5 separate regions of the Sus scrofa genome follow, and regions 2, 3, 4 and 5 are each linked to region 1. A link is a contact called in public HiChIP or PLAC-seq data. All regions are on one chromosome and are shown on one strand. The core of a region is the stretch at or near the end of the contact, and the rest is flanking DNA. Distances in the headings are between cores, read along the strand shown. Region 1 has its middle 450 kb from the start of IRS1. Region 2 has its middle 530 kb from the start of NYAP2. Region 3 overlaps IRS1 (insulin receptor substrate 1). Region 4 has its middle 510 kb from the start of NYAP2. Region 5 overlaps LOC102164493 (a long non-coding RNA gene).

Evidence for each region. HiChIP or PLAC-seq counts read pairs in DNA pulled down with a chosen protein or histone mark.
Region 2: an H3K27ac HiChIP or PLAC-seq map of skeletal muscle shows a contact between it and region 1. The contact joins two enhancer-like sites. A contact is called at or near these places in 1 of 47 Hi-C or Micro-C datasets (embryonic fibroblasts) and 1 of 2 datasets of contacts at active chromatin or transcription factors (skeletal muscle).
Region 3: a contact with region 1 is called in an H3K27ac HiChIP or PLAC-seq map of skeletal muscle. The contact joins two enhancer-like sites. A contact is called at or near these places in 1 of 47 Hi-C or Micro-C datasets (embryonic fibroblasts) and 1 of 2 datasets of contacts at active chromatin or transcription factors (skeletal muscle).
Region 4: a contact with region 1 is called in an H3K27ac HiChIP or PLAC-seq map of skeletal muscle. The contact joins two enhancer-like sites. A contact is called at or near these places in 2 of 2 datasets of contacts at active chromatin or transcription factors (alveolar macrophages and skeletal muscle).
Region 5: a contact with region 1 is called in an H3K27ac HiChIP or PLAC-seq map of alveolar macrophages. The contact joins two enhancer-like sites. A contact is called at or near these places in 1 of 47 Hi-C or Micro-C datasets (embryonic fibroblasts) and 1 of 2 datasets of contacts at active chromatin or transcription factors (alveolar macrophages).

What each region holds. Positions count from the first base shown.
Region 1 is chr15:127,851,208-127,853,907 of Sscrofa11.1, forward strand. No RefSeq gene overlaps it. Among named protein-coding and RNA genes, the nearest start is that of IRS1, 450 kb to the right of the region's middle. Within about 2 kb of position 1,319, at least 5 of the 83 cell types and tissues checked have an H3K27ac peak or open chromatin away from gene starts, as enhancers often do. A contact at or near this core is called in alveolar macrophages and skeletal muscle, where this site is marked.
Region 2 is chr15:127,557,795-127,560,494 of Sscrofa11.1, forward strand. No RefSeq gene overlaps it. Among named protein-coding and RNA genes, the nearest start is that of NYAP2, 530 kb to the left of the region's middle. Within about 2 kb of position 1,362, at least 54 of the 83 cell types and tissues checked have an H3K27ac peak or open chromatin away from gene starts, as enhancers often do. A contact at or near this core is called in skeletal muscle, where this site is marked.
Region 3 is chr15:128,251,921-128,254,620 of Sscrofa11.1, forward strand. All of the region lies in intron 1 of IRS1 (insulin receptor substrate 1), which reads right to left. Among named protein-coding and RNA genes, the nearest start is that of IRS1, 54 kb to the right of the region's middle. Within about 2 kb of position 1,316, at least 15 of the 83 cell types and tissues checked have an H3K27ac peak or open chromatin away from gene starts, as enhancers often do. A contact at or near this core is called in skeletal muscle, where this site is marked.
Region 4 is chr15:127,541,314-127,544,013 of Sscrofa11.1, forward strand. It overlaps the pseudogene LOC110256922. Among named protein-coding and RNA genes, the nearest start is that of NYAP2, 510 kb to the left of the region's middle. Within about 2 kb of position 1,403, at least 3 of the 83 cell types and tissues checked have an H3K27ac peak or open chromatin away from gene starts, as enhancers often do. A contact at or near this core is called in skeletal muscle, where this site is marked.
Region 5 is chr15:128,153,824-128,156,523 of Sscrofa11.1, forward strand. It overlaps LOC102164493 (a long non-coding RNA gene), which reads right to left. Exons shown (of 5, transcript XR_001301648.2): 4 at 108-264. Among named protein-coding and RNA genes, the nearest start is that of IRS1, 150 kb to the right of the region's middle. Within about 2 kb of position 1,313, at least 25 of the 83 cell types and tissues checked have an H3K27ac peak or open chromatin away from gene starts, as enhancers often do. A contact at or near this core is called in alveolar macrophages, where this site is marked.

The sequences.
Region 1 (2,700 bases), core at 69-2,568:
CACATGTACTGTCAAGCAGGAGAGACACAAAACACCAAGTAAGCAAATAACTGAGAATAATTACTACTTAAAATAAAATCTATAGGTATAAACTTGTCCTATATACCTGTAACTCTATGCCTGTAACAATGTTACTTTTACTAGAATGGTCAGGGAAATTCTGTCAGAAGAGGTAGCAATGAGCTTATGCTAACAAGCTCAGAAGAACATGACATGTATATAAAGAGCTGTCTTTAGCCAAAATGCTCAGGGGATGTAGAATCTGGGTTATTCAAATGTTATGAAAATTGAGAGTTGCCCAGGGAGCCATTTCTGTTTCTGCCCTTTTTATGGGCATATAATACTCCCCTTCCATAGCTACACAGGCTCAATCAAGATGAATTGTGTTCTGTTTAATTGGGGGCCCACTATGCCAGTGGCGTAGGTCCCATCTTATGTCTGGGTTTAGAGTTATCTCTGGGTTTGAGATGGGGCACACCTACCAGGAGGAGGTGATGCGACTAGAGGCATAGCTTGGTGGCTGAGAGATTTCGGAGGCCCCAGATCTCTCGGGCAAGACCCCAGAGCAGCATCTGACACAGAGCTGATGCTCCATATCAGCTAAAAACAGAAGGAATGGATAAAACCTCCTGAGCATCAACCTCAACTCCTGTGATGTCAGATCAAGAATAAATAACCAACAAAGTTGCACAAGGCTTAAATGAGGCCAAGATATTTCGTTTAGGCCTAGGCTCATGGAAGGCACCAAAGAGACAGTAGCCACAATGATGAAGAGGAGGGGGCTGGGAAGACATATGTGATGGCCTTCATGTGTATTTCTCTGCAGAGATGAGCATGTGGCCCTTGGTTTGCAAGCTAATTCAGCATTAGTACTTACAAGACACCCATATGGTGTGTGAGGGTGTTAATCACTATGGACAAGGCCTTGGACATATTATTTGCCATTCATCCTTGTGTCTCAGACTCCTAAGTACACTTCATGCTTAATAAATATCTGACACAACTAGTTTATTTAGTTCCTTCTTGCACACCCTACAGAGTGTCACTCTTCAGGAAAGTGACCTCTGTCATTCTATTTTTCTTTCCTTTTTTTTTTTTTTTTTTTTAGACTGAGGCTTTGCCTTCTTCTTCAATCAGAGTGATAGTAAGTGAAAAGCATTGGGAGTCTCTGTCCTCAAATGGAACTCACTAACTTCAATGTCACAGTCCATCAGGAACTGAAATGTGACTTGTAACTGCCGCAGCTTTCCCCAAGCCCAGAGAAGAAATGAGTTACCCTTTGGGTGGGTTGTGCAAGAAGAAAAGCCAGCCTGTTCCAGGAATAGCCACATCCAGGAGAAACAGCAGCAGCTGTGGGTGGCTCTCAGTGACTTGGCTCTGACTGTAAGGAAGACCGAGACGCATAAATTCTGAGGGTGGTTTTGGAGCCAGTTAAGCTCCTAAAGGGGAAGCCCAGTGGATGGACAGGACTGTGATTTGTTGCTGCCTGCTACAAATATGAGTTGGGCTCCTTGAAAGCTGGAACCCTGCTTAATTTACTTGTCAAGTAGCCTGATGGATTTGTCCATAGAGTTTTTAAATAGAAGATAAAGCTCTTTACTTTGCGTGCCTCTTCCCTGCAGTGGGAAACGTATCCATCACTTGCCTAGATCGATGTGGCTAATTCAAGACTTCAGCCCCACCCCGTTGACTACTCTATCTCTACTGTGTAAATATCATTATTTGGAGTGGAATTTAAAGATTGCCCATTGTGTTTTCAGCTTGTTTTCCAATGAAGGCTCTAGGGAGCAGAATCCACAGTGTCCTCTCTGGAGGTCTGTGGGCATGTCCAGCGGCGGCAGTGGTGCCATCAAAGAGGCTCAGATGTAGAGATCTAGATGGACTTGGGGAGCAGGGGAGCTTACAGAGGTGAATGCTCAGCCTACACCTTGATTTCTCGCTATTTTTCAATCTTATTTAGCCCACACTCCCAAGGACTCTATACATTTTTATTTTTATTTTCTTTGATTTTTAAAATACTGTATTAGAGTATAGTTGATTTACAATGTTGTGTAAGTTTCAAGTGTATGTTACCAAGGGGGAATAGTGGGGGGGAGGGATAAATTAGGAGGTTTGGATTAATATATATATATACACACACACTATCTTAGCCATATTAAATAGATATACAAATATACCTATACACTATATAGATCTACTATATATGTATATACATATATGCACATATATATATATATATATATATATACTTATCTGTATAAAATAGATAAGTAACAGGATACTGTATAGCACAGGGAAATCTATTCAAAACTCTGTATACTCTTACTCTCTCCTTAGGAAGGCTTTTGAAGCAGGGATTAAAAAAACACAACTCAGAGTTTCCTGGTCTCCATGAAATATAAGGAAAAGAAACATGAATTCCAAGTGCAGAATATCTATTAATTTGCAACTCTTTGACTATGCCTTTCAATAGAGACTGAAGAATCCAATATAAAATCACTAATAAATACTGAATGTGCCTGTTTGATTTGTAGTTTTATAGCCGCTGTAAGTGTATGCCTGAATGTGAATTTATATGCCATCTTCTTTATCCTTCATTTGCAAGCTATAATGTATAATTCTATTTGTTCCAGCAAGGTGAACTGAATACAAAAACCCCCCATTCAGTAGAATATTTACTTTGCTTCTTTTAAAAACTGC
Region 2 (2,700 bases), core at 112-2,611, 290 kb before region 1:
GGCCTTAGGTGCGCAGGTGCGCGGCGGGGCGGGGGCTCTTAAAGGAAAAACTAAGCTCACCTTGACTGCTTGACGGTCATCTGGACCTGCCCTGCTACGTTTATCTTTGAATCCTGGTACTAGGTTTAAAAAAACAATCCAACAAAATATAACTACCTTATGATTAAATAAAGAGTTTAGAGTATGGACATTTCAAAATGTGAATTTAGGTAAAAATTAATTTGCTTATTCAACTCGCTCATCGCCCAAAGCTTTAGCTGATAAAAACTGTTGTAAGTTTGCGCGTGTATGTACCTGATTCTCAGGCAAAATAAATTATACGTTATTTCCCACTTCATTCAAGCCTCGCAGCTTCGTTGCATCTCTAAGTGTAAAGATCATGTTTCTCTAACCAGAAGGTGCAGTTCATACACGGGGCTGAAGCCTAACATTTTCTTCCTTATTGTGACATCAAACCCTGCGTTAACGCTAATAAAGCATCTGAGGTCCTTTCCACATTAGAAACCTCCGCAGTCCTTACCCTTACCTAAACTGCTGGGAATCTTCGTTTTTACAACAGGAGTCGCTTGCCTCAGTAAAGTGCATGCTAACAGTTTGCCCTGTTATCCAGGAAAAGAGAAGTTCTACCCAAATCCCAAGAGGGCCTTAAACTTTATTTGCGAGGTTAATTAGACTCACACAAAGTTCGCTACCTTCCCCAAAGGAGGACTTCGCTTAAAAATGTCCTCCGACGGACCATCCATCGTGTGCTAATACAAGACAGAGGCAGCAACACTGGGAAAGAAAGAGTAGAATTTCTTTTCTTTACTTGTATGATGAGAGAGAATGTCTATTTTGTCTGTGGGAAGGAATGGGTAGCATTCTCTGTCTCTCTCTCTCTCTCCGTATATATATATATATATATATATACACACACATTTTTTCCCTCCCGAATAAAGGAAGTGAGGCCGATCTCTCGCTATTTGATCCTAATCCCTGCTCTCCCGCCTCGAGTGGCCAGGGAGCACCCTCTCTTTTTAATAAAAGGCTGGCCGAGCAAGCCATTCACGCTCTCTCCTTTGATCACCTCCGAGCTGTCAGCCCGTGCTGCTGTTTTCCTCCCAGCTCTTGTTCCTGCCTAAAAGTGGAAGTAATACCCCCTGAAAGAAATACCCTAGGTGTCCTGCACAGCATCAATCTATTTCTTCTTTCACTTCTTTTATCCTGAGGCCCACCCTCCCAGCTTGAACAAATCCCCTCTTCCTCCTGCCTCCCCTCTCTGCAGAATCCCGGTGCCTTTGGAGACTCCCTCCTCTGCGCTGGGTTGACCCCCCACCCCTCCACCCCGGCCCGGCTGTCTGAGACGCTACCACCCGGCCAGACGGGGGAGGCACCGCCCCGCGCCTCCCCTGCCCGCGGGGAGCCGGGTCCCGCAGGCATCTGTGTTCGCGTGTGCTGCCTTTGCTTTCTGGAAGGCACGCATTGTTTTCCTCTCGACGCAGCCTTTCGTTGACCCTCCCAAATTCCTCCCCCCTCCTCCCTCTTCCCTCCCCCCCCCCCCGCCAGGGACTTGGGATGGCCCCGCGGACTGCCCCCCACCCGGCTCCTCCGCCGCCGCTGGCTGGCGTTGGCGTTTGGGTCTCAAGCTGCAGCCTTGGGCAAGGCTGCGACCCAGCTCCCACTTTGCTGCGAGCATTTGCAGAGGCGGCTGCTTCCAGACAGGGCACTGAACATGTTTTCCAGCGCGTGTTCCCGTCTCTTGTTTACAGCTGAGATTATAAGCAATCTGCGTCCCCTCTTATCATCGTGTCAGGCAGTGATATATAGTTTGTAAATATTATCCAAAGGAAATAATTTGCAAAGGCAAACAATTACAAGCAGAGTATATGGACCATGAGGTTTGTCCTTAAATGTGTTTACCAGAAGGAGAGGAAAGGGGGCTGGGGAATGGGGAAATTGTGGGGGAGGGAGGGGCATTACTCCAACGGATTCTGATTCTGTGACAGTGACATAACTAATTAAACTTAATGTTGCCTAAAAGCCTCTGCTCTCTTCCTGAAATTGCTCGAAAGTATGCATTATTTAAAAAAAAAAAAAATGATGTAGAAAGGGGAGGACTTCAAATGACTGAATGCAACTCATTGTGCTGGCTCAAAAATGTCAAACTGCAGTGGAAAGAAATACAGCATTGCAGGCTGGTGTGCTGAGGCCCTAGCTAGGGAAGCTGGATCTGCTAAGTGGAAAATTCCTGCGGAGGACGTGTTTCCATTTCCAATGGGAAGAAAGAGGGTGTTGTTGGAAGCTGGCAATTCTTTGTAAAATACAGAAAACACAGGGAAGATGACAAAATGACCTCACTGAACTCTGAGAAATTAAGCAAACAAATAGTTGCAGCCAACATACTACATTCTTATAGTGCCTGTGCCTGAATAAAAAGGCTGAGCGACATGTTCAGTTAGAGGCTGAAATCTCAGCTCTCCCTCCCCCCTGCCCCCCGCCCCAGGTCTCCTGAGAGGAAAGAAATTATATTTTAAGAGCTGGCAAGGGTGGAAGAGCATGACTGTAGAAGCGTGTATATGAGGACGTGTGTGCTTGCGGTCATGTTGACTTTGCATCCGCGATACTAAAATGATGGTGGCACCTTTATGAGCAGAGGATTTCCGTCGGGGTTCCATTTTTCGGCTTGAAAGAACCTCAGCTCCTAAGGGGAGTCCACTGGGT
Region 3 (2,700 bases), core at 66-2,565, 400 kb after region 1:
TTTAATCCTATGTAGATCTTTCCCGTTCTGAAAAAAAAAAATCTGTGAGAAGATAAAATGTCAACCAACTCTTGCAACTTCCTGGTATTCTATCCTTTCGCGTGCTCCCAATTCACTATGTATATGGAGAAGTAGGACAGTTTGAAAGGAGAAAAAAACCCTCTGGCTTCCTGGGTTTGGTTTCCCAAAGCGTTAAGTCCTGAAGGGAAGGGCACAGGCAAAGTATGCAGAAGAGCCAGGAAGGTGGGGCAGGGGGGACTCTTCTACAAGGAGGAGGTTACCTTAAGCTGGGATTTGAAGAAGAAAAAAGGTGGAACGGATGTGAGAGCAGAGAGGCGGTGGGTACCTTTGCGCCTTGCAGGATGCTAAGCATAGAGCGCCTATGACATCTCTCTATATGCTGTCTTCCCAGGTCCGTTGATTCCTTACTTCACACAATTGTATTCCACTGTATACCGTTACCTATGACCACAGATCATTTCTTCAGCCACCTCTTTGATGCTAATGCAATTAATTCACAGCACCACTGATTTAGAGCTGACCAAGTCTCCTACAATGCTTACCTGTAAGAAAACACCTTATAAAAACACTGCAAAAGTACTCTGTTTCTCGGAGTACTTGACGTCTGAAAAATGGGCCCAGTAATTTCTCTCCAATCATCAGTATCAAATACATTGATAGTTCTGGTAGTATACCAGTGCTCCTCATTTTAACATTTACCACGCAGTCTTGGATGGATAGGTGAAAGCACGGACCCACCTGATGGACAGTCAAACCTTTTATGAAAGGAATTTCCTGCCTTAGAGCTTGGCTTCCACTATGTGGTTTCAACGGTAGCATCTAAGGAGAAAGCAGCAGGCCCAGCCCAGGTGTTGGCTGTGGTGACCACCCGAGGAAAAAGGAAATGCACGTTCAATCCAGAGAGCTTCAAGTGCGGGCCAAGGGGAACTGCTCTGCTCTTCCCAGGGTACGGCTGGGAAGTGTGGGGGCAAGCTGAGACTCTGCAAAAGCTCAGATCTAAATAGTGAAAAAGCATTCTGTTTTAAAGCTTTCCGGCCATTATCCCCAAAGAGAAAAAAGAAAAAAATCAAGATCTAGTTGAACTAAAGAAAGAAAGTCAGAGGTGAGACCAAGATGTTTGCTACTTTATGTTGACAGGAGGAGAGGGCCATCGTAGCTAAAGAAAGGAAACCAACATCTTTTAAAATAGGCCAGAATTGAGCTGGAAAGACTTGGTTTCATGGTCTTAAATGGCAAAGGGTAACCGACCGGCCAAGCCAGTGCTTTAATGGAGCTGCTTACATAGCACTTTTGCCTGGTGCGAGTCACATGGGCAGGGCTGGTGAAAATAACAAGGTTGCTGGCCAGCCCTTCCAGCGCACAGAGTTGCCAAGGAAGGAAATTCAGGGAGAGGTGCCAACATGTGAGAGGCCATCTCGCTCCAGTTCCCCTTTTGTCCCAGGAAAGACCTTCTGGCAGGGCTGGTGACTTCAGGGGACCACCAATGAAGGAAGGCACATGTATTATGCAAAAGAAAGAGAGGGAGAGGGAGGACCCCAGGAGCCAACCACCACGCCTGCAGGCTCCGGGCTCCTGCTGCGGTCCAGCACCAAGGACTCCTCCTTCCCCGGCAACAAAAGGCAGGAGGAGGGTCCAGAAACTTTTCGGAGGGCCAGGACTCACAGAGAAGATAGATTTCAAGAACAACGACAGAGCGTCCTCAACAATGCAAGTATTCCACCACTGATCTAGTAAGGAAATCTGAATAACCAATCAGAAATCGTTTAAGCCAAAGGATAGGCACTTCTGTTACCACTCCTTTTATGAAAGACAGAGCATGCTGATAAAGCAAAAGGTAACTGAAAGATGAAGCAAATGGGGGGTCAACCCCATAAACATCTCCCCCCGAAATGTAAATCAAAATGTCTCAGATCTCTCTTCTGCCTAAACTCGTTTTTTTTATGTTATTTTTTGCTTTTTAGGGCCGCACCCATGGCTTATGGAAGTTCCAGGCTAGGGGCTGAATCAGAGCTGCAGCTGCTACAGCCACAGCAATGCAGGATCTAAGCCGAGTCTGGGACCTACACCACAGCTCACGGCAACACCAAATCCTTGACCCACTGAGCAAGACCAGGGATCAAACACACATCCTCATGGATATTAGTCGGGCTTTGTTTCTGCTGAGCCACAACGGGAACTCTTCTGGCAAAATTCTAATATGTCCCCACATACCTGACAGTCAAGGTAGAGGAACTCAGAAAAAACAATGCAGCATTTCAAGTCAGGCCACATGTGCTGGGGGAAAGGAAGCTTTCATTTTAACAGAGCTCAACCAAAATCAACTGTTACCTGAAGACCTGAAAATAACATGATATCATCTTCCCGACCCGAGTAAGAAAGTCATAAAAGTCGCGCTTTCTTCTGCTTTCATGGGAATTATTTCTGCCGTCTATTTTCCCCAACAGGAATTAAAATTCCAGTTCTGAGGCTTATACTGTCATTTCACATCAGGTTTTTTGGGGTTTTTTTTGTTTGTTTGTTTTTGTAATATTCAGAAATACAGGACAGAAGTTTTATGTGTCTGGCTCTGACACAAACCGGTAGACTTCAAATAACATCACAACTTGGTTTGCAATGTGGTGTAGGTTTAGCAAAAGGTGTTTGCAATACCGTTTCTGTCATGAGGCAAAAGGAAATCAA
Region 4 (2,700 bases), core at 153-2,652, 310 kb before region 1:
TTGTAGCTAATGTACCACTCTGGTGAGGGTGTTACGTTGTGGGAGACCACGCATGTGTGGAGGGAAAGAGGTATATACAAAATCTCTGTCATCCTCCTACTGTTGCTATGAATATAACATTGCTCTAAAAATACATCTTAATAAAAGAAATCTTGATATTAAAAAAGAAAGTGTACCTAGGTTAATGAGCTAAATCCAACTTGGACAATTGATGTCCATTTGTGAAATGGGATCCTTGGATTATCATGCCCCAAATCTAAGCTCCTTTGAATGATGTGTCATTCTGTATTTTTGAAATCAAGAGTATGAAAAGAACATAAAAACATGCCTAGTTCAAACTGGTCTTTTTATTGTGCGGGGCGGGGGGAGAAAATTGTTTTAAAGTGAGAAAATAAAAAATACAGAGAGAAAAAGAAAGAGGAACAATTTCAACTATTGTGCAATGACATTTATCACCCTTTGATATGCTCCACTTGCATTTGGCTTACAGTTCACACTATTTAGTGTCTAAATTTCCTATTTGTGCAAACTGTTCTGCACACTTCAGTCAATTATGTAGCTTCCTCCACTTTCAGAAAGGTAAAGCACAGTTAGGAAGGTCAGGATGATTTTACCTCTAAACTGAGGAATGTCTGCATCAAAGGAACCTTCAAGTGACCTTAGCCATGCTCTGATCACTAACTCGTCTTGATTTAGCATGATGACATATATCATTTTCAGCAGAAAACTTCAAAGATAACAGGGTTCTGGGTGGCTATGATGGATGCTAAGTGATGACATTCCAACTCTGATGCTAATTATTTATTTTGAAGTTATTAACACACATTACACAATCTGTTTTTTAAGAGGTTTTCATGAAGAAAGGAATACAGAAATAAGGTTTCAATTTAAAAAGCCACATTTGCAAGCATATTACACATACTTTCCAATACCCAAGGACTGAGATTTTTAACAGTATTTTACATATCTATTTTTTTCTCAATAGGAAGAACAACAACTTAAAATACTATCAAATAACTATATGGAATCATATAAGTAAATTCTGTAGCTAAATAATAGTCACAAAGCTAGATATGTGGATTAATATTTATATTTAGTGCCATGAGAAAATATCCATGTCATATTAAGTATTAAATGAGATTACAAAATGTGTGGAATCATGATTTCATTTGTTTGTGTCATATGTGTGTATATAGAGAGATACATAAGCATAAATATGTATATTCAACAACATATATGCATGCATACATACAAATAGTTTTGAGTCTCTTTGTTTTCAGATTCTTTCCTCACATGTCCTTGTGGGTCAGAATTATTTTCTTCCTCTTTCATATAGTTTATAGATGTGTGTGGCCAAAGTGTTTTTTCCAGGCAGAGCTTCTGATATTTTTTCCTGGGGCAGGGTTTCCGACAGCTGTTCTGCCTTCTCAGCGGCTCCAATTTCCATCAGGCAGGCCCAGCACAATCCTATTTTCTCTGGCTTGATTCTAGCTTCTGACACAGATTCTCACCCTTGGGTCCCTCAGACGCTTTCTTCTCCCTTTGTTCCTTTAGCTTAAGTTTGATGATGACTTCATCTGGTTGTTATATTGCTTCCAGTTTGGTTTGGTGGGGGCTGGGGGGGGGGTTCTTCCATCTCCAGTGGAAATAATATTCACTCCTCTGGTTTTATTTCCTAAGGGTTCCTATGTTGCTGTTGGGTCCTGCCTCATGGGTACACACCCTCAAACACCCAGACACACAGAAAAGTGCTGAAACCGATACTGGCTTCCAGGCCATCTTAGTCCATGACCCACTCTGTTGAGACTCATGCTAAATTTCTTCCTAGACTGAATTTACCCTGGTCTGGAATGTTTAAAGAATTTTGGCTTAAGTGGCACTGTCTACACTTGGGAAGACCAGTGTGCTCCTTGAATTTTCTGCTTATTTCTAGAATCTAATAGGCCTGTGGCTTCTTGCTTGCTTCTGCTCTCACTGGACTTGATCATATTTATCTTTCTGCTATTACTTATGGAGAGCTGTTTAATTTCTTTGTCTTCTTTCTTGAGAGCATGCCTTCTGGGCCTCTTCCTTCTCCTTCAAAGTGGCCCATTAATGTGTTTTACTAAATAAAGAGATCCTTTCCTAAAAAATCTCTAGCACCAACTGCCAAAATATAAAACAATTATTTTCTTGTATAATAACAAAATGACTCTTGTTTTATAACTATTTCTAACCTGTCTCCAGGGACAATTTCTGATGATGAGATCACGGATGACCTTTATGTTAATTTTTAATTATTTTATTAATTTTTTTTCTTTTCCAGCCACACTAGAAGCATACGGAAGTTCCTGGGCTAGGGATCAAATCCTAGCTGGAGCTGAAACCTATGCCACAGCCGAAGCAATGCTGGATCCTTAATCCACTGTGCCACGATGGGAACACTTTAAATTATTTTCATAATGAGCTCGTATTACTTGTGTGATTAAAATAACTCTGCCAACCACAATAACTCTTTGCATTTTTCTAAAGAAATAAACTAGCTCTGAGTTCAGAATATGTAAACTAAATTCACCACTGCCTCAAACATTTTTCAAGCAAAGGTGTAAATTATTTGCCATATAAACTTTAGGATTAAATGTTTAATGAAAGAGGGCTAGAGGGCAATTTACTCATTTCTCCAAATAGAAAAAGGTGATTATTGTTATAGAATAATTATTT
Region 5 (2,700 bases), core at 63-2,562, 300 kb after region 1:
AAGATTAAGAAAAAAAGAAAAAAAAAAAAACTTTTAGGCAGCCTGCCTTTCTGGGTATATATTGTTATAAACTGACAAAGTCCCTGAGGGATGTGGAATAAACTCACCAGGAGAGAGTTTCTGGGTGAGCCCTAACTCTTTCAGCTTTCAGTTGGGTCAGAACAGTTGCACCAGGAACCCCTGCACCTGTGTCACTTTGCAAGAGGTGATCTGCATGCCAGCAGGTCTGAGGCTAAGACGTGGATGGAGCAGGTACCAGAGAATCTGAAAGAAGGAAGGAGTCAGGGAGTGAGGAGGCCAGAAGAAAAGGTGTGGAATCTGCCTCCCACCCCACCCTCCGGACACCCGCCTCTGGCCCCCAGCTTGAGCCTCTGTGGAGAGAAGGCAGCTAAGGAAGCCAGGCGTGGGGGACGCTGTTAAACTCTGAGCACGGGGAGGGCCTGAAACTAAGGAAGAAAACAGTTTTTCCACCCCCTCCTCGGACCCTAGTTTCTGCTACAAATGGCAGCACAATCTGGCCCCTGAGCCCAGAGAAGCAGTCTTCCCAGGGGTGGGTCCAGCCAGAGGTCCCTAGAGGAATTGTTACAGGCCCAGGAAGGACACGCACCCATGACAAGGAAGGGCACTTTCTGGGGTGGGGGCTGTTAACATTTTCTAGGAGCTTCTGATGATAGAACTGCTGTCCTTGGGGTCTTCCGGTGCCTGTAATTCCACCTAGAAGCTGGGGAGCTCCAGGCATCCTGACCCCTTTGTATGTTAAGAAACCTTCTGGTTTCCTCTTCTTTTTTCCCCCAGGCCATACTCACCCCACCCATCTGGTCCCTCCAGAGGAATCAGCTCTAAGAAGGGCGTAGCTGGCCTGCGGGGCCTTTCTTATTTTAATTCAAGAGACTCAGTGGGTGGCAGAGTCAAGGCCCCCCCCACACCCACACACCGGGCGGTTACTGGTTGTGAAACTAGGCCTGTAAAACGGATGGTCAGACTCGGGTTGGGGGTTTTGCTAGTTTAGGGAGTTCCCGGTGTCTTAAATCACCCAGAATTGTTTACTGCAAAAGGCAGCCGTTTAATCTAAAACACAGACAGGCATAACTGCAGCCTTGCGCGTCTCCGCAGGTCTTGGCCGAGCCCATCTCTTACATCCTAAGCACTCTGAGTACCAAGTGACCTGAATGGCTCCAAGCCAAACAGTAATGTTTCCTTTCGCTGTTGTTGAGAAAGGCATTCAGGAAAAAAATTGAGCGCAATGAGGGCCTTCCTGTTCCGGCCTGTGGGCAGGCAGGCGTGTGAACCACCCAGCAAACGTGGAGTGAGTCATGCTAGCAAACAGGGAGCTTCCTTCGCCTTTGTCAAAGTCTCTCTGGAGGCCGCCGCAGGCAGGCTGCCCCACTGCCAATGCTCCAGGAGCCAAGCATCTTTAGAATCCATTCCTCCTACCTCACCAGGCACCAGGGGTTTCCTTGCTAACCACAGTCAGTGCTGATGCAGGGAAATGTCCCCAGCATGTTTTGCTTGGGAAAGGCCTTGACCTTACGTTTCCCTGCAGCCTAAAGTCACTTCTGCAAAGGAACTTGCAGAACCCCACTGGAGTTGCTCTAAGAAGATGCAGCATGTCTAAGTTTCATGGGCTTTTCATTACGTGGGTACACATGGTACCTCAGCTGTGGTCTAACACATACGGGGCTAATTGCAGGCCAGCCAGTGGTAGCTGCCCATGGAGGGCCAATAGCTGATGGAACTCTAATAAAACTAGTTGTATACAGAATTAATTACAATGAAGCCACACCTTACAATATAGTATGACCTTTAATTTTCCAGGCAATACAACTTAAATACTAAGAGTTGCACTGACATGTCCTGGATGCTTAAAAAATGCCTGGAGGGATATGGAATAGCCAATAGTTGGCTGGTAGTAGTAAAGGCAATTCCCTCTCTCTCTCCATCTCCTTACTTCCCCTCTCCCTCTCCCCAACCTCTAGAATTATTCTTTCTATGAATGGAAAAAAATATTCCATTTTATTCCTCCATGAATCCAAAGTTCCAAAAGATCTTTCTGAGTACAGTCCAATAGAGATGATAAACCTGACATCATTCCCTGTTCTAGGAGTGACTCCTTAACCAAATGTCCCTTAACCAAAAGTTAAACCAATTGATATTAAGTTTTAAAGCCTCATAGGACATGCCACCCCAAATATGCCACTTTGGTAACAGCACTTGAAAACAGCAAATGCAAAATTTCTGCACTTTTTCCTGTGTCTTGATGGTTTATTATTTTGATGCAAATGTGAGTTTGTAGTCCCATGAGAGTAAATAAATGAATTTTCTTTTTTGTTCAAAAAAAAAACCACAAGCAAACAAACAAACAAACAAACAAAACCCAGCACCTGAAAACAGCAAACGCAAGGAGGAGCTTTCTCTGGATTTTCCTTATCTGCCTCAAGACAGAGCTTCCAAAAGGAACTCAACTGTAAATCCCTTCCCCAGGAGTTTCATCAACCAGGGAAGATGGACTCATCACAGGAGGGGAGACTAGAAGTTGACATCACACCCAAACTTTGTCACAAACTCTCATGTCTCCCATCTATTTCTCGAAAAGCCCATTTCACTTTTTAAAAAATCGCTGAGATAGTATTTAAGCCTGAATTCTAAGCCGCTTCTTTGAGATACTCACTTTTCCTTGGACATCTCCCATGTATACGTAAG